2 separate regions of the Anser cygnoides genome follow, and region 1 is linked to region 2. Evidence: chromatin contacts called from public Hi-C data. All regions are on one chromosome and are shown on one strand. The core of a region is the stretch at or near the end of the contact, and the rest is flanking DNA. Distances in the headings are between cores, read along the strand shown.

Region 1 (3,869 bases), core at 565-3,064, 210 kb before region 2:
CAACAGTCTAGTGGAAAAAACAGCGCGTCTTCAGGCCAGCTCTAGTCCTCGTTTCGGTGCTAAAAGATGGAACAAATAGATCTGGCTCATGACTTTGACATTTGCTCTGGTATCATCATCAGCTCTATCTGATAGGATGACACTACTTATACTGTGGTAGCCAGAGGAAATCCAATGCTAAGGAAATGGACATTCATTTAATGTTTATCTAGGATCTGCTCCACCAATGAATTCCAGATGTTGGCTTTAATTGTCGCATTCTGGTATGTTTAAGCAGCAGGAGTTCGTAAGGCCGATTTGTAAATCAATCTGGCAGACTCATACAGAATCCCATCTCTGCCAGCTTTTCTAAGTAAGATGCTCTTAAAATATTAAGTACTTAATGTGTCTGCAATACAAAAGGAAGGAAAGATTTTTACGAAATCCCTCCCCTGATGTTTTTCTCCTTTTGCTCCTTCTCCCCTTCATTTCCTCCCTATGGAACTGCAACACAAGCTACTCCCCTTGGATGAGTGCAATGAATTTTAGCAGTCCTAAAGCTGAAGAGGGTGACTCCCTGCAACAGGGTATGAGGGTGACTCCCTGCAACGTGGGCAGAGCACCCTGCTCCTGACTCACATGCATTCTTTCCGGGTAATTCCACCGATTTCCCACCACGACCAACGGCAACTGCATGCATGGACTACATCCAGTGACAGTGCTCCCGATATTTGAGCTCAGAGTTCTCTTAAAGCAGAAGAAAAAAATTAAAAAAAAATTACTGTAGTCTTGGAACTGTCTCAGGCCCCACCTTCCATGTTCCTATTAATTTGTATTACACTGTTACAGAGGTCACAGCTCATATTCAGAGGTGGTTCAGAAATGCCTTTCACATTCTGAATCCCAAAGCATTGTACAAGCTCTGAGTTAGGCACTAGCAAGCCTTGCAGTTGTTTTGTGCTCACTGTGAGTTCACCCAACAGCAGAATGTTTTGCACTGGTGTTAGAGGGATTGCTTATTGCGACAGCAGTACTGGTCAGGCTTTGCTTAGAAGAGAGCAAACTATCTTTAAAAATAGCTTCTGCTTAAGTACTATTTCCCTAATGGTCAGGGCAGACACTATAGTTTCTTAAAATTGCTTTAGAAATCCATTCTCTCAATCTCCTTTTAAAACACCCATTCCTGAGAAGCACCTCAGTATTCAACACGTGAACCCGACTTACATTTTCCCAAGGAATGTGTACTCAGTACACACATTTTTCAAAAGGTGTCACTGGACGGGTAGGTAGGGTTTCAAAACCTTTCAGCATTGGCAATACTCATCCCAAGGAAGTTCATGGGAATACTTCAAAAGGCATTGACTCAGCCTCGGCTGAGTAATTTTGAAAACCTCCCCTTTATCTTCCAGCTTTGCTGGCCCCAGAGATAAATTGCTTTAAGTTCAGTTAAACATCCTCCTTTAAAATTACAGGCTTCTAAATGGGGTCCTTCTCTCTTAAGAGCACAAAACCCATTTCACTTGTGGCCTGAGTCATGCCATATTTGAAGAGACGTTTGGGAAAAGCAGTGGCTAAATACCCACCCGTTGCTTTACACGCTGAGCAGGGACCAAAGCATCAGCAAAGAACCGGCTGTACCATCTCAGCTTACCAGTGGTTTGCACTTGGAGGCTGGAGGAGAAATCCCACTTCCCCACAATCCCAAACAGACAGGATGCAGTGAGCAGGCTTGGAAATACCTTCGATGTCCACGGGACACTGTCTAAGCAAGGCACAAAAGCAGCGCCATCCCAAAAAGTTAAATCACTGCTGGTGTGAAAAAAAAGCTGGTAAGGGGCTCCAGAGAGGTGGTTGTCAGTAAGACAAGCAATAAAGTACTGTAAAAACAGGCTGCAGCAAAAAATAACAGGAAAAATGTGCAGACAACTTGTTGGGTTTTATTTTCGATGCCTGAAACCATTTCTGCGGTCCATAGCACATGAGCAAAGACAAACAGATTTGGCCCCAAACACAGAGGAGTGCTTTCTCCAAATACCAGGTGGAAAGGATCGAGTGAATCTTTTAATGAGTTTGCCCTTCAGGACATGCCAGCATGGCCTTGTAGGAGAGGGGATGCTTTCACAGGACCAGCAATACTCCCTCCCTCGCTGCAGATGCTGAAGGATGGCGGAAATGTCACTGGTGAGCAGCCGGGTGTGCAGCCTGTCCTCCTGCAAAATGTGGCACTCGAGCACAAGAAGAGCCAAAAATTCCTGAGAAGAGCTAACACAGGTCAAACAAACAAATAGCAATAACCACATAGAAAGCGCAACCTTGGTGTCTGAGGTTTAAGAGTTTAATTTATAGCTGAATGTGTCCGTGACCCAGGTTTTGCCTAGAACAAGGGTAAAACATATCCAAATCATTCCCAGCAGAGGGATAGGAGATGCACGCGGGTGCTGAGGCTACTGAGGATGTCAGGTGGTCAAATTCCTTTCTGATGCAATTCCACTGATCTACCCCAAAAAAGCCACTGCCCTTTGGTCTGTTTACCATGGCAAGGTTTCAAGGGCCCACCACAAAATTATCTGTAATTACCCGAGGATGGAGTGCCCAGAGAACAGCCTCTGTTTTCTGAAGGTCGCGGAGCCACGTTTTGAAAACGGGCACGATCACAGCTTCTCAGACACCTCCCTGTAGTCTCCAAAAACCATCCCAGAGGCAAAGGGCTGGTGGAGTCCCCGCAGATGATGCCAACGGATCCACTAACGTGCTGGGAGATGGCTCACATTGGCACCGGAGCAGCATACCCAGCACCTCGCTGCAGTTTCGAGCCAGAGGCACAGATCAGCTCCTCACAATTCACCCTCAATAATATCCACTTCCCACAAGTGGAGGCTGCTGCATCTTCCAAACCTCCTTGAAGGAAAGGGATTAAGGAAACCACACTCAAACCAAAGCAGCTCACAGGAGACCCTGGCTGGAACAAGCCGCTCTGCGTTGAATTTCCCCAACTTTCTCTTGGGTTGGAGAGTTTCTCCTGCCAAAGCACACATGAGGGCTACCAGGAGAAGCTGAAGTGGGCTCACAGTTGTCAGGAGACGCTGCAAACACAGCACAAACACTGGGCTGTGCCGGGGGCTGGGGAGGCACCATCCCTCTCCTCTGCCACGATATTCCTGGGATTGCTCCGGAGAGAGCAGCAGGCAGGTCTGGGAATCCCACCCGTGTCTGCAGTGGGTCCAGCTCCCTTCCCAAATTCCCTGGCAGCAAATGAGGAGGACTGCCACCAGCCCTTCTCTGTCCTGCCAGCTGCAAGCTCAGTGCAGGTGAGATGTAGACTCTTGGTTACTTCAGCAGATAGGTCATTATAATTTTTTCTAGCTGAAAAAAAAAAATCAATATGCCGACCCATATGGCTTCTCTTTAAGAGGCAAAACTCTAATACAGGACCGAAGAAAATTCAACTGAGAATCTGGTGGTGGTGTTTTTTTCCAAATCAAAATGATTTTGTGATGGAGGATTCAATCCCAAATGTTTCAAAGGCCTGTGTTGCCAGTCAAGCAGAAAACTGACAACTCAACAGCTGTAGTGACTTGACAATGTTTTTCAGGGAAACAATGAACTGGAAGTAAAACAAAAATGGTAATAGAAGTCCTATTTGGACTCCTATTTTGGAGTCCAAGAGTCATTTGGATTGTGTGATGAACTCAGATTTAATGGCTTGGTTGGCATAAGGAGATCAGGGGATCCATATTCTGCATTTCTTGCCCTATAAGCTTTGTAGTGTGTCTGTAAGAAAATTGTATACATAAGCAGGAATACGTGTATGTGTATCAACATGAATGGAAAGAAGAAAAAAAGAAAGACATCAACTGCCTTTGTCGCACTGGATCATTGCAATGGAAAAT
Region 2 (3,836 bases), core at 321-2,820:
AACAAAAAGGACGACGATGCTTCTTATTGTTTTTAAGCCAGCCACCTTTTAGTACGTGCAATTTATTTAGCACTTTTCCCTTTGCTTAACTGGGAAATGTTCCCCTCTCAGCTCATGTGTACAGTCGTTTTTTGTTGTTGTTGTTGTTGCTGTTGTGCCAAAGATTTGATGGAGCTTCTACACTGTGTCTTATTTTTGCCTTAACGTTAAATCCTCGAGCCAAAGAGAAGTCAGAGGCGCCGCTCAGATCATGGCGAGTGGGCCGGCCAGCTCTCGGGGAATTTTCGGAAATTTCGGGATCCTTCTGCGAGTCCCCTCTTAGTCCTCCCGTCCTGCAGCCCTGCAGCCAGCCTTCAGTGTGGGAGCGAGCTGGGACACAGCACGTGGGGCTTCAGCCACCAGGTTATCACCTTCCTTGGAGCTGCTCCGTGGTTCTGCCTCTTTGGCGATGGCCCGACCTTCCACGGGGCAGCAATACCGACACGCAGTGAGAGCTGAAGCAGGATCTGTGGTGGTGTTTTTCTAATAAAGAAATAAAATTGAAATAAGTAGAAGCTAAGTGCTATGTAAAGCAATAAAGGAAAATCAGAGGGACGTTCAGCTAGGCAGAGTGAAACGCAGCGAGGCGGTTCAGCGGGCGTTTCGGTTTCATGAAGGCATTGTTTCCATGGGGTTTTCGAGTGGTCAGAAACCCATGTAATGCAAAGGCATTTGAATCCTATACTGTACCTTTCACTTCAAATTGAAGTAAAAAGAAAGAAAAAAATGGAGAAACATTTGCTTGGAGTAAGCAGACTTTATAGGTAAACGCAGTTCGTGTGCAGGACATCTGCTAATGATGGGGGACAGAGCTCTGTGTTCACGTAAAATAACATGGGTTTCCAAACCCAGGAGATGAACGTATTTTGTTTCCAGTAAAGGGAAAGGTTGTTAGCGAGGCTGGGTTCAAATCCCAGTTACAGCAGCGTAAATCAAGCACCAGGGGGGTCTGAAGCTGGCCCGGAGCTGGGAGGGCACCGCCGAGCACCCTCAGGCGAGCCCCTGCTTCGCTCCTCCGCCCGGCGGTGAGGCCGGACTTGAGCTCCTCGAGGCTGCCCGCTGATTTCCCTGCACGAGCCGATGCCCTGAGCAGTGTGCAGGGGAACGTCGAGCGTGCCAAAAACCTGAGCTTGCTTGAGCAGCATCTGGGGTCTGTGGGAGGACCACGGTGACCCCCCCCCCACTCTCTGCGTCCCCTGCCCAAGGCGGGGAGGAGAGAGGTCCCGCTGAGGATGCTCGAGATACCCAGGGCACGCAGGGGACAGCTGTGTCCAGATCCCCAGCTTTTCATTATCCTGCTCACCACCCCCTGCCCTCACCGCTGTTCATTATTAGCAGCCCAATAAAATACATTTTTAGATTGACGTTTGTATTTCTTTCTTAAGCGTGTTTTTTGACCCTTTCTTTCACTTTATACATTAAATACGTCCTTTTGGCTTATAACTGGGAGAGGGGCTGAGTGCACCGACTCGTGCATGGCCACAGGAGCACAAAAAAACACTCTGAGGTGTTTGCACCCACAGCAAGGGGCTGGGTTTAAAGTGCATTTGCTTTCAAGGGCCATGTTCCTCGTGGCACACACAGGCTGTGCAGCGGAGCTAGGGGCTATGGAAACGCTGGGCATTTCTCTCCTCAAGCAGCATCAAATATGCATTAAATTCCTGTAAATTTGAGAAATGCTATGTTTTAATCCTGAGCTCTGCGGTGGCTCTCAGTTTGGGAGAGTTAATGATTATCAGTACAGCAAGGTCTGCAGGGAGAGCCGGTGATACAATACCGCTGATCTTTATTTGCCTTTTTTCCCCCTTTTCAATCGCTGCTGATAGATAAGAAATTTGCTGCAAATGCGTAAGCCACAAGCTGGGCAGCACCGTCAGGCTGTGATTGGGGCTCTAGGTCACGCAATATCGTTTGTCCCTCTGATGAGGGAAACATTAACCCTTCAGATCAGGTTGCTCATTTACACATTCCCAGTTTCACTTCCCTTAATCGTGCCCTGCTATTCACACCCTATCCATTTCCCTCCGGTAAATGTCTCTAGAAGTTAAAAACTGAATTACTTTCCTTGATTTAAGTGAGCAAGGCTCTGCCAGAGGAGACAAGGTGTTTTCTGGCTGGGCTTTGGAGTCCAACTGGGAGGTGAGATAAAGCCAGGGGGCTGGCAATGATCCCCCATAACACTGCCCCGTGTGTCCCAGCCCAGCCCAACTCCACCAACCAGCTCCAAAACCAAGAAGAAGGGTAAATTTTTACCAAAGGATAACAAATATGTTGGTGTTTTCCTTGAAAACCATGGTGGAGATGACGCTCCGTTGTCCTGGCTGGGGTCAGCCGAGGTAGGGAGCTGACCTTGCCTCACTCCTGCCCAGCAAACACGGCAGGTGATCGCTCTCCTCATCCAATAACGTGGTGACGATGTTTGTTAGCATGCTGGAAAAGCAAAACCCTCCGTGTTGTCACCCTCCTGCCAAAGCAGAGCAAAAGCCTTGGCTCCCAGCCTGGGATGCACAGGAGAAGCTGGTGGGTCACCTCTGCCGATATCCTGTGACGTCCAGACCAACTGGGACCCACCATAGGACAGAGCGGTGATGTGTCCCTGAGCAAAGGGGACCCTGAACAAAAGGTGGGGGCTTTCTGATTAAAAAAATCATGTTTCTCCTCCCTGGGACTGCTGAGGTATGGACAGGCTAGACAGGACCAGATCCTGCTCTGACAGCATGAACCTGCAGCAATTCCCCAGAGGCCAGTGGGATGTTTATTTTATTTTATTTTCAGATCCTGAATACCGTATTAAACCAGAACTCATACACCAAGCCAATAACATCCCCCAGACACAAAGCACGGCACCTCGTTGCTGCTCACACCACACCTGCTGCCTCGGCTGACAGCTGCAGTGGGTGAAGGGCAGTGACATTTCCCCTCATTTCTGACCTAAAGGTTTGTGCAGAAGTTCGATGGTGAAGGAGATTCCAAGGGTGAGGACCAAGGAGAAGACCATCTTATGAACATAGCACCACCATCATTCCCCCACTAGGCTTGTTCAAGAAGAACAAGAAGACCATTCACAGAAGCAGCCATGTCTGTGTGCCCCATAAAACCAGATTATTTTTTCATTCAAAGGTTTTCTTTTACTCACAGGTGGTGGGATTTCACCAACATAAATGTTTGGTTGTGTTTTGTTTTTTTTTTTCACATACCTGTGCTCTCATGTCATGCTGCTCCTCACATGCGCACATGCACTTTTATGGGCAGAAGGTTTTCCCATCCTTGTAAAACGTATCCCTGCCCTGAAGTGCTTCCAGCCCTAGCCTGGAGCAGGGACAAGCACGGTCCACCCCTGCCAGGTGTATGGGAAGACGACCAACACAACCGCATTGCACCCCACCAGACCCAACAAGACCCGAGCTGAGTGCCTGCTCTACCACCCATGAACAGGCTGACCTCTCAGTACCCCCGTGGCTGGGAAAAAAATTGTTTTGGCAGGCTGGAGTTGGTCCCCATGGCTCCAGTTCATCGTCGCTGCTCTAGCTGGGGTATTTCCATGCCGAAATAGGATGGCAGACAGACGACGTGGAGACCTCTGCCCAAGCCAAGCTGTCGAAATGCAAGCCAGGTCCCGTCGATAACTACGGAGTGGTGCCTGAATTAATATTCCCTGGTTTTCAGCAGAGCTTTTACTTAATGCTTTCTAACACCTACAGCTGGCTCCCAACCACATGCCCCTGAACATGCCTCAGGGCAGACTCCAGCCTATGGGTTTTTCTCCCTGTATTATCCCTCCGAGGTGCTCTTGAGAG

Evidence for each region. A called contact is a pair of places that touch in the nucleus more often than the background predicts.
Region 1: a contact with region 2 is called in a Hi-C map of liver, with 1.8 times the contacts expected there. The contact joins two enhancer-like sites. A contact is called at or near these places in 2 of 7 Hi-C or Micro-C datasets (both in liver).

What each region holds. Positions count from the first base shown.
Region 1 is chr4:6,669,951-6,673,819 of Taihu_goose_T2T_genome, reverse strand. All of the region lies in intron 3 of FGFRL1 (fibroblast growth factor receptor like 1), which reads right to left. Among named protein-coding and RNA genes, the nearest start is that of FGFRL1, 93 kb to the right of the region's middle. Within about 2 kb of position 1,814, at least 2 of the 3 cell types and tissues checked have open chromatin away from gene starts, as enhancers often do. A contact at or near this core is called in liver, where this site is marked.
Region 2 is chr4:6,462,950-6,466,785 of Taihu_goose_T2T_genome, reverse strand. ATOH8 (atonal bHLH transcription factor 8) reads left to right here. Exons shown (of 3, transcript XM_048047474.2): 3 at 1-1,403. Among named protein-coding and RNA genes, the nearest start is that of ATOH8, 22 kb to the left of the region's middle. Within about 2 kb of position 1,570, at least 2 of the 3 cell types and tissues checked have open chromatin away from gene starts, as enhancers often do. A contact at or near this core is called in liver, where this site is marked.